Linked DNA regions of Callithrix jacchus: region 1 is linked to region 2. A link is a contact called in public Hi-C data. All regions are on one chromosome and are shown on one strand. Each heading gives the region's core, a stretch centred on a gene start, on an enhancer-like site or on the middle of the called end of the contact. The rest is flanking DNA. Distances are from core to core; before and after follow the strand shown.

Region 1 (2,997 bases), core at 335-2,834, 480 kb after region 2:
AAGCTAGTTTTTTTTTTTTTTTTGGAATTTTAGGAGGGATAGGGTTTTACCATGTTGGGCAGGCTGGTCTTGAACTCCTGACCTCAAGTGATCTGTTTGCCTCGGCCTCCCAAAGTGCTGAGTTTACAGGTGTGAGCCACCCTGTCCAGCCAATGTCTGGCTAATTTTTAAACATTTTTGTGGAGATAGGTGTCTTCCTGTGTTGCCCAGCCTGTTCTTGAACTCCTGGCCCCGAGTGATCTCCACTCCTCGACCTCTCAAAGCACTGGGATTACAGGTGTGAGTCACCATGCCTGGTTAAAAAGAAAATAATTGTATTATAGTTTGGCTCATAGTACTGTGTCCACATCATATATTTTGCCAAGAAGTTGAAATAATCTAGAGATCAAGGCAGATTACTGGCCTTGAGTTGTAACCATGGTGGCTGGCCTCCTTTCTGACAGAAGCGATTGTGGTGGGGGTGGAACATTCTCAGGACCCGCTCCTTGCCCTTTGCAACTTTTAATAATAATTCTCCTAGTCAGGGCAAATCAGAAACTGGCCGAGATGAGGGGACTCTCCCAACACAGGGAACAAGCAGTTTCTCTCTGCTGGAGTGTGTAAGACACGCTCCACGTAACACGGAGCGGCTCTTAAATCACTTAGATTTTCCTCTTTATGATGCCATTGCAAATTAGCTATTTTTTGCATTTGTAATTAGAGGGTAGAACAGATGGAGAGGCCGTAGTTGGGGAGATAAATTTGTAGCAGTAACCAGGGCTGCAGCGGCCTGCGGCTGCTCCCTACCCCCACTGTGAGTCATCCAAGAGCCTCCCAGGAAGCCAAGGCTGCAGGACCCCCTCCCACCCAACTTCTTTCTCATTTGGGGAGACTCTTCCTTCCCAACTACTGTGGGAAAATATCAAAAGTAGAACCTGCAATTCTCGAAAATCCCATCAGCTCCTGTCTTTATTTGGCACGAATCACACGATCTCTGTCCATCAGAAATAAACACTGGGCATTGGTTTAAGAGTCACCAACATGAAGCATTTTCCTACAAGACCCAATCATAAGAAGCACTTTGGAGAGCACTAAGGCTTGTGGCTAATCCATCAACACCTCCTTTTGCCTGGAAAACAAACTCCGAGGAAATAATTGGCAAGTGTGTCCAAGCACGGTGTCTGCGCATGGTAGGTGTTTAATAAATACTCGTGAGAAGATGCTTGGCTGGGAGGATAAAACACATAGAAGTCTAAAGGTCGTTTTTTTGGATGAAGCTCTTTCTGGAGAATCTAATCAGTCCAGGGGTCCTGCCATCCCCAGCCGAGCCCTGGGGGGTGGTGAGACAGGTGAGCTGTCCCTGGAAGGCTCTGCTGTCCCTACCCCGATCCGGGATGGATGATGGGGACCCTGTTTCTTTCCCAGAGTATCTCATCTGCTTTAGAGCATGCCCAGCTGCAACCAAGAAATTGGAAGGCTTCAGCACATGAAAAGTGAACCTTCTAAGAGCCCTGGCTTCTTTTTCAAGCCCGCAGGAAGAGGTTTACGTTTGGGATATTGGATAGCAGTTTGAGCCCGGTTAACACAGCTCTCCCACCACAAATCACCCCGTTGCATTCTCAGATGACACTGGCCATATAAGCGCTGCTGGGTTTGCAAGACACGCCTTTTGCTGAAATGTAAAACGCGGCCAGGGGAACTGGATATAAGGCATTGGCATGAGGATCCGGAACTGATCTGAGACCTGCTTGGAATCCTGCTTCTGTTCTTGCTTGGAATCTGTTCTGCCTGTGTGAAAACATAATTTTGATTATATGCCATATGGATAATACCACACGGCCCCTGATTACCATTCCTGTCCAGCTTCAACCAGTCTGCAAAAAAGTTGCTGACAGCCAACAGCTGAAGGAAGATCTTTCCACCCAATGCAGAGAGCAGGTGTTTGTATGGTGAGGTCTTGGGGTGGGACACATTATGCTCTCTGTAAACTAAAACCTTACATTTGTCACCACGTAGAGAAAACAACATGAAAAGAAGTAAGTTTCTAAGAAAGAACAAACCATTCTCTGGAATTGGTTGTAACTTTTTTTTTTGAGATGGAATCTCGCTCTGTTACCCAGGCTGGAGTGCAGTGGCACAATCTTGACCCACTGTAACCTCTGCCTCCTGGGTTCAAGTGATTCTCCTACTTCAGCCTCCTAAGTAGCTGGGATTACAGGTGTGCACCACCATGTCCAGCTAATTTTTTTTTTTTTTTTTTTTTTTAGTAGACATGGGGTTTCACCATGTTGCCCAGGTCTTGAACTCCTGACCTCAGGTGATCTGCCTGCCTCAGCCTCAAAAAGTGCTGGGATTACAGGTGTGAGCCACTGTGCCCCGCATGGTTGAAATTTCTTAAGAGTACTCACCACCAGACCCAGCATAACAAAGAAAATTTTTAGGCTTGCGGCTTGTCAGTTGCTTTTTCTTTCTGGATAACCCAGTATCTTTCAGATAAATAACTGATGTGGCAGACATCTTTCTTCCCTGCATGGCCTCCCATCCAATTTCTTCCCAAGGTGGCATCTGATGACGAGGGGTCTGCAGACTACCAGGCCCCATGAAGAAACCAGTGAGAGACTGCTGGCATCTGGCCTTTCTTCAAGGAGGAAGGGAATATGATGTTGGTATCATAGTCCAAGCCATTTGCCTTTGTCCATAAATACTGTGTGCTCTCTGGCTTCTCTGTTCTAACCCCAGGCTTCTGTCAATTTGTTGACCCCCTCTCTAGGGACACAGTAAATTCTAGATCCCCTACAAACTCTACCAAGTCTGTGAGAGCCAGGAGCAGTAACTGCCACAGGCCACTGGCCCAGACACTTCTCCCTGCCAAAGCTCCACGACAGCTCTCTGGCATGTGGAACTTGGCATGGAGTGAAATGCAGGCATCACGTGGTGTCCTGGGAGGCTCAGAGCTGGTCTGCGGCAGGGAGACACAGAACGAGAAATGATTGGCCAGGAGATACCACCAGGCAGCTG
Region 2 (2,995 bases), core at 285-2,784:
GACTTTTTTTTTTAAACAAAAACTTAACTGTTCTTGTTTCTACTAAGAACAAGATAGGCTGGGCGTGGGCTTACGCCTGCAATCTCGGCACTTTGGGAGTCCAAGACAGGAGGATTACTGGAGCCCAGAAGTTTCAGACCAGTCTGGTCAACAAAGTGAGACTCCATCTCTACAAAAAAAATAATAAAACATATCACACAGGCATGCTGTATGCCTGTCATCTCAGCTACTTGGGAGGCTGAGGTAGGAGGATCACCTGAGCCTGGGAAGTCAAGGTTTCAGAGAGCCATGATTGCACTACTGCACTCCAGCCTGGGTGACACAGTAAGACCCTATCTTGGAAAAAAAAAAAAAAAAAAAGACAAAGCTTAAGTCACCTGACAACGATTCACTATCAAGAAAATCTTATTGCTTAGCTTTTAAAAATAAATTTCAATATATCTCTCTGATAATGAGCAGTGCTTATGTTAGAAACACCTTTTTTTAAATGTGGAAAACTATTATGCTATGATTTAATGAACTTAATAAACTCTTGGTGTAAAACTGCCTACCAAGATGACGTCTACAGAGCAGCAGAAAATTAACTGTGGGCAGCAACAGCTTAATGCAGCAACAGATTATACCCTTTGCTTTTAAACACGGGATTATTTGCCCTTAAAGTTTGTAGTCACTGGGTCTGGTTCTTTAACGAGTGTCTTTGATATCTTTTCTAGCTCAGTGCAGAAACAGCCAGAAGGCGGAGGAAACCCCTAGAGCTAACTAAAGGCAGCTCAGAAATGCTTCTTGGTTGTGGACTCTCCGAGGCTGGTTTCCAGCCAGCGGTCAGCAGCCTTTCTGAAGTGGTGACAGGCTGAGCCTTTATTTGCTCTGAATTCAGCTCTGGCCAGTTTTGTGGAGATCAGAGCCTCTAAGTGAGGCGGGGTGACTGCTGTATGACCCTCGTTTCTTGCTGGGTGGGGACACTGAGGAGATGACGATAAGGAAGGGAACTACTCTTCCCCACCCCGTCCTCCTCCGTGTGCCCAGCCCTGAGCTGGGACTGCTCCAAGAGCTGCTCCAAGGCCCTGGCCAGCTGCGGCACCATGAGTAAATACAGCCCAAGGCAGAGCCAGGCCAGCATAGGCAGGGCTGTTTTCTCTCCTGCATGAGGTCATCTGCTGCGGTGGGTTGGATTCCAAGTCGCATTCATCTCCACTACTGTGATGGGTAAATGCACAAACACAGCCACAGGCATCAGAAGAAGGACGCTGTGCCCCCTGCAGCCTGGCTGTCCTGCTTCCAGTTCTGATAAAATGAGCCCTTTGCTGTCCTGTGGGGTGATGCCCAACCCCAGGTAGATTCGGCATGACCCAGGTTTCCATGAAGGAGACAGATTGAGCCCATGGTTATGAGAACACATGGGATCCAGGCTGCCTGGGTTGTAGCTCCGCAACTCCAATTATTAGCTGTGTGACTCTGAGCAAGTTACCTAACCTCTCTGTGACTTGGTTTTCCATCCTCAAGGGGGATTCACAAACATAGGGTTGTGAGGACTATATGAGTTCACACATGTAAAAAGGCCTCAAACGGTGCCTGTCACAGTGTGTTACATACAAACATTGTTATTTGCTATACATGTTCTCAAGTATGGTTTATGGATCTAGAAAAAACTCATCGCTGATCAATCCAGAAGAAGATTTTTCTTTTAAAAAATGTATTGACATGTTTAACATTCTAATACTAGCTGTGATGTTGTGGGCCAGTTGCTTAATCTGCGCAAACCTCAGTTTCCTTATTTATATAATGGGAAATTAGTTAACACTGCACCTGTGTAACAGGGTTAGCATGTGAATCAAATGACACAAAGCACAGAGTGCCTGGCAATAACTGACTATATATTTGTTTCTTCTTTCCCGACTTTCTAATAAACTAGGGTCTTTAAACCTAGGATATCTTCTCGTTGATACCTGAATGATTTAAAAAACTGACAATTTAGCATGTCAGGAATCTAAACCAGGGTGTCCAATCCCACGTGGCCAATTCCAGTGCGGCGTCCCTGGGTGGCACCATAAAATCACTGACCACTAACAATAGCTGATGCGCTAAAAAAAAAAAAAGAAAAAAGAAAAATCACAAAAAAATCTCATTACATTTTAAGAAAGTTTACGGATTTGTATTGGACCACATTCAAAACCATCCTGGGGCACATGCAGTCAGTGAGCCGTGGGTTGGACAAGCTTGATCTAAATGATGTTTAAAATTTCCTTTGTTTTTAGGTTTTATCTGCTAGTCAGAAACATGTCACATGAATTCTCTACATACTGCCCTCAAATTTGGAAGACACTTTTGTTACTGCACACAAACCTACGATACATGAGCGCAGAGTGAGTATTTCATTTCACTGCACAGGACACACAGGGAACGCAGGGTACACAAGACAGGATGCGTCAAAGGTGACACGGCCCGAGGCTCTGACCTCCCTGCTTGGTGGCTCTAGTTCCTCACTCTGTTTTGCAAAGCTCCATTGTGAATTAGCCTGGCTAGAAAAACCTCTGCGATTACCAGCAAAAGCTAACCCTAACAGGAAACCTCACTGAAAAGACTTTTTTTTTAAACTGAAACATAAATGAGAGTAACATGTTCCTATCTTATAATAAAAATTGGACTAGTTAAGTTCCTGGAGTAATAAAGAATCTGAAATTTATGATATTTATTCAATGTATGGAATAAATGTAATGATTTTACGTATCTGGCCAAAGATAGAAATTTGTTGACTTTTGTCTTACCTTAATTTTCCATGGGTTAGTTCTTCTCAGTGAAGACATTATAATAGTGGGTAATTTAGTGAATGCTATTTTGCTGACCTAAAGCAAAAATCCACAAGCTGAAATCTTAGTAGCCAGAAAATATAACCAAAATACTAGGGAACAGTGAACTCTTTCCTAGGGAGCAGTGAACTCACTGGGAACATTTAACTTGCTATGAGCTGTAAAAAGAAAATTTATTATAAACATAT

The links. A called contact is a pair of places that touch in the nucleus more often than the background predicts.
Region 1: a Hi-C map of skeletal muscle shows a contact between it and region 2, with 7 times the contacts expected there. The contact joins the enhancer-like site here to the promoter of LOC118155273 in region 2. A contact is called at or near these places in 2 of 3 Hi-C or Micro-C datasets (both in skeletal muscle).

The regions. Positions count from the first base shown.
Region 1 is chr7:23,545,962-23,548,958 of calJac240_pri, forward strand. LOC103794127 (a long non-coding RNA gene) reads right to left here. Exons shown (of 6, transcript XR_621392.5): 6 at 1-293. Among named protein-coding and RNA genes, the nearest start is that of MSRB2, 37 kb to the right of the region's middle. Within about 2 kb of position 1,585, at least 2 of the 16 cell types and tissues checked have an H3K27ac peak or open chromatin away from gene starts, as enhancers often do. A contact at or near this core is called in skeletal muscle, where this site is marked.
Region 2 is chr7:23,062,833-23,065,827 of calJac240_pri, forward strand. It overlaps LOC118155273, which reads right to left and starts at 1,535. Exons shown (of 2, transcript XM_078329602.1): 1 at 971-1,535; 2 at 634-968. The coding sequence starts at 1,399. The coding sequence ends at 771. All of the region lies in intron 6 of PIP4K2A (phosphatidylinositol-5-phosphate 4-kinase type 2 alpha), which reads right to left.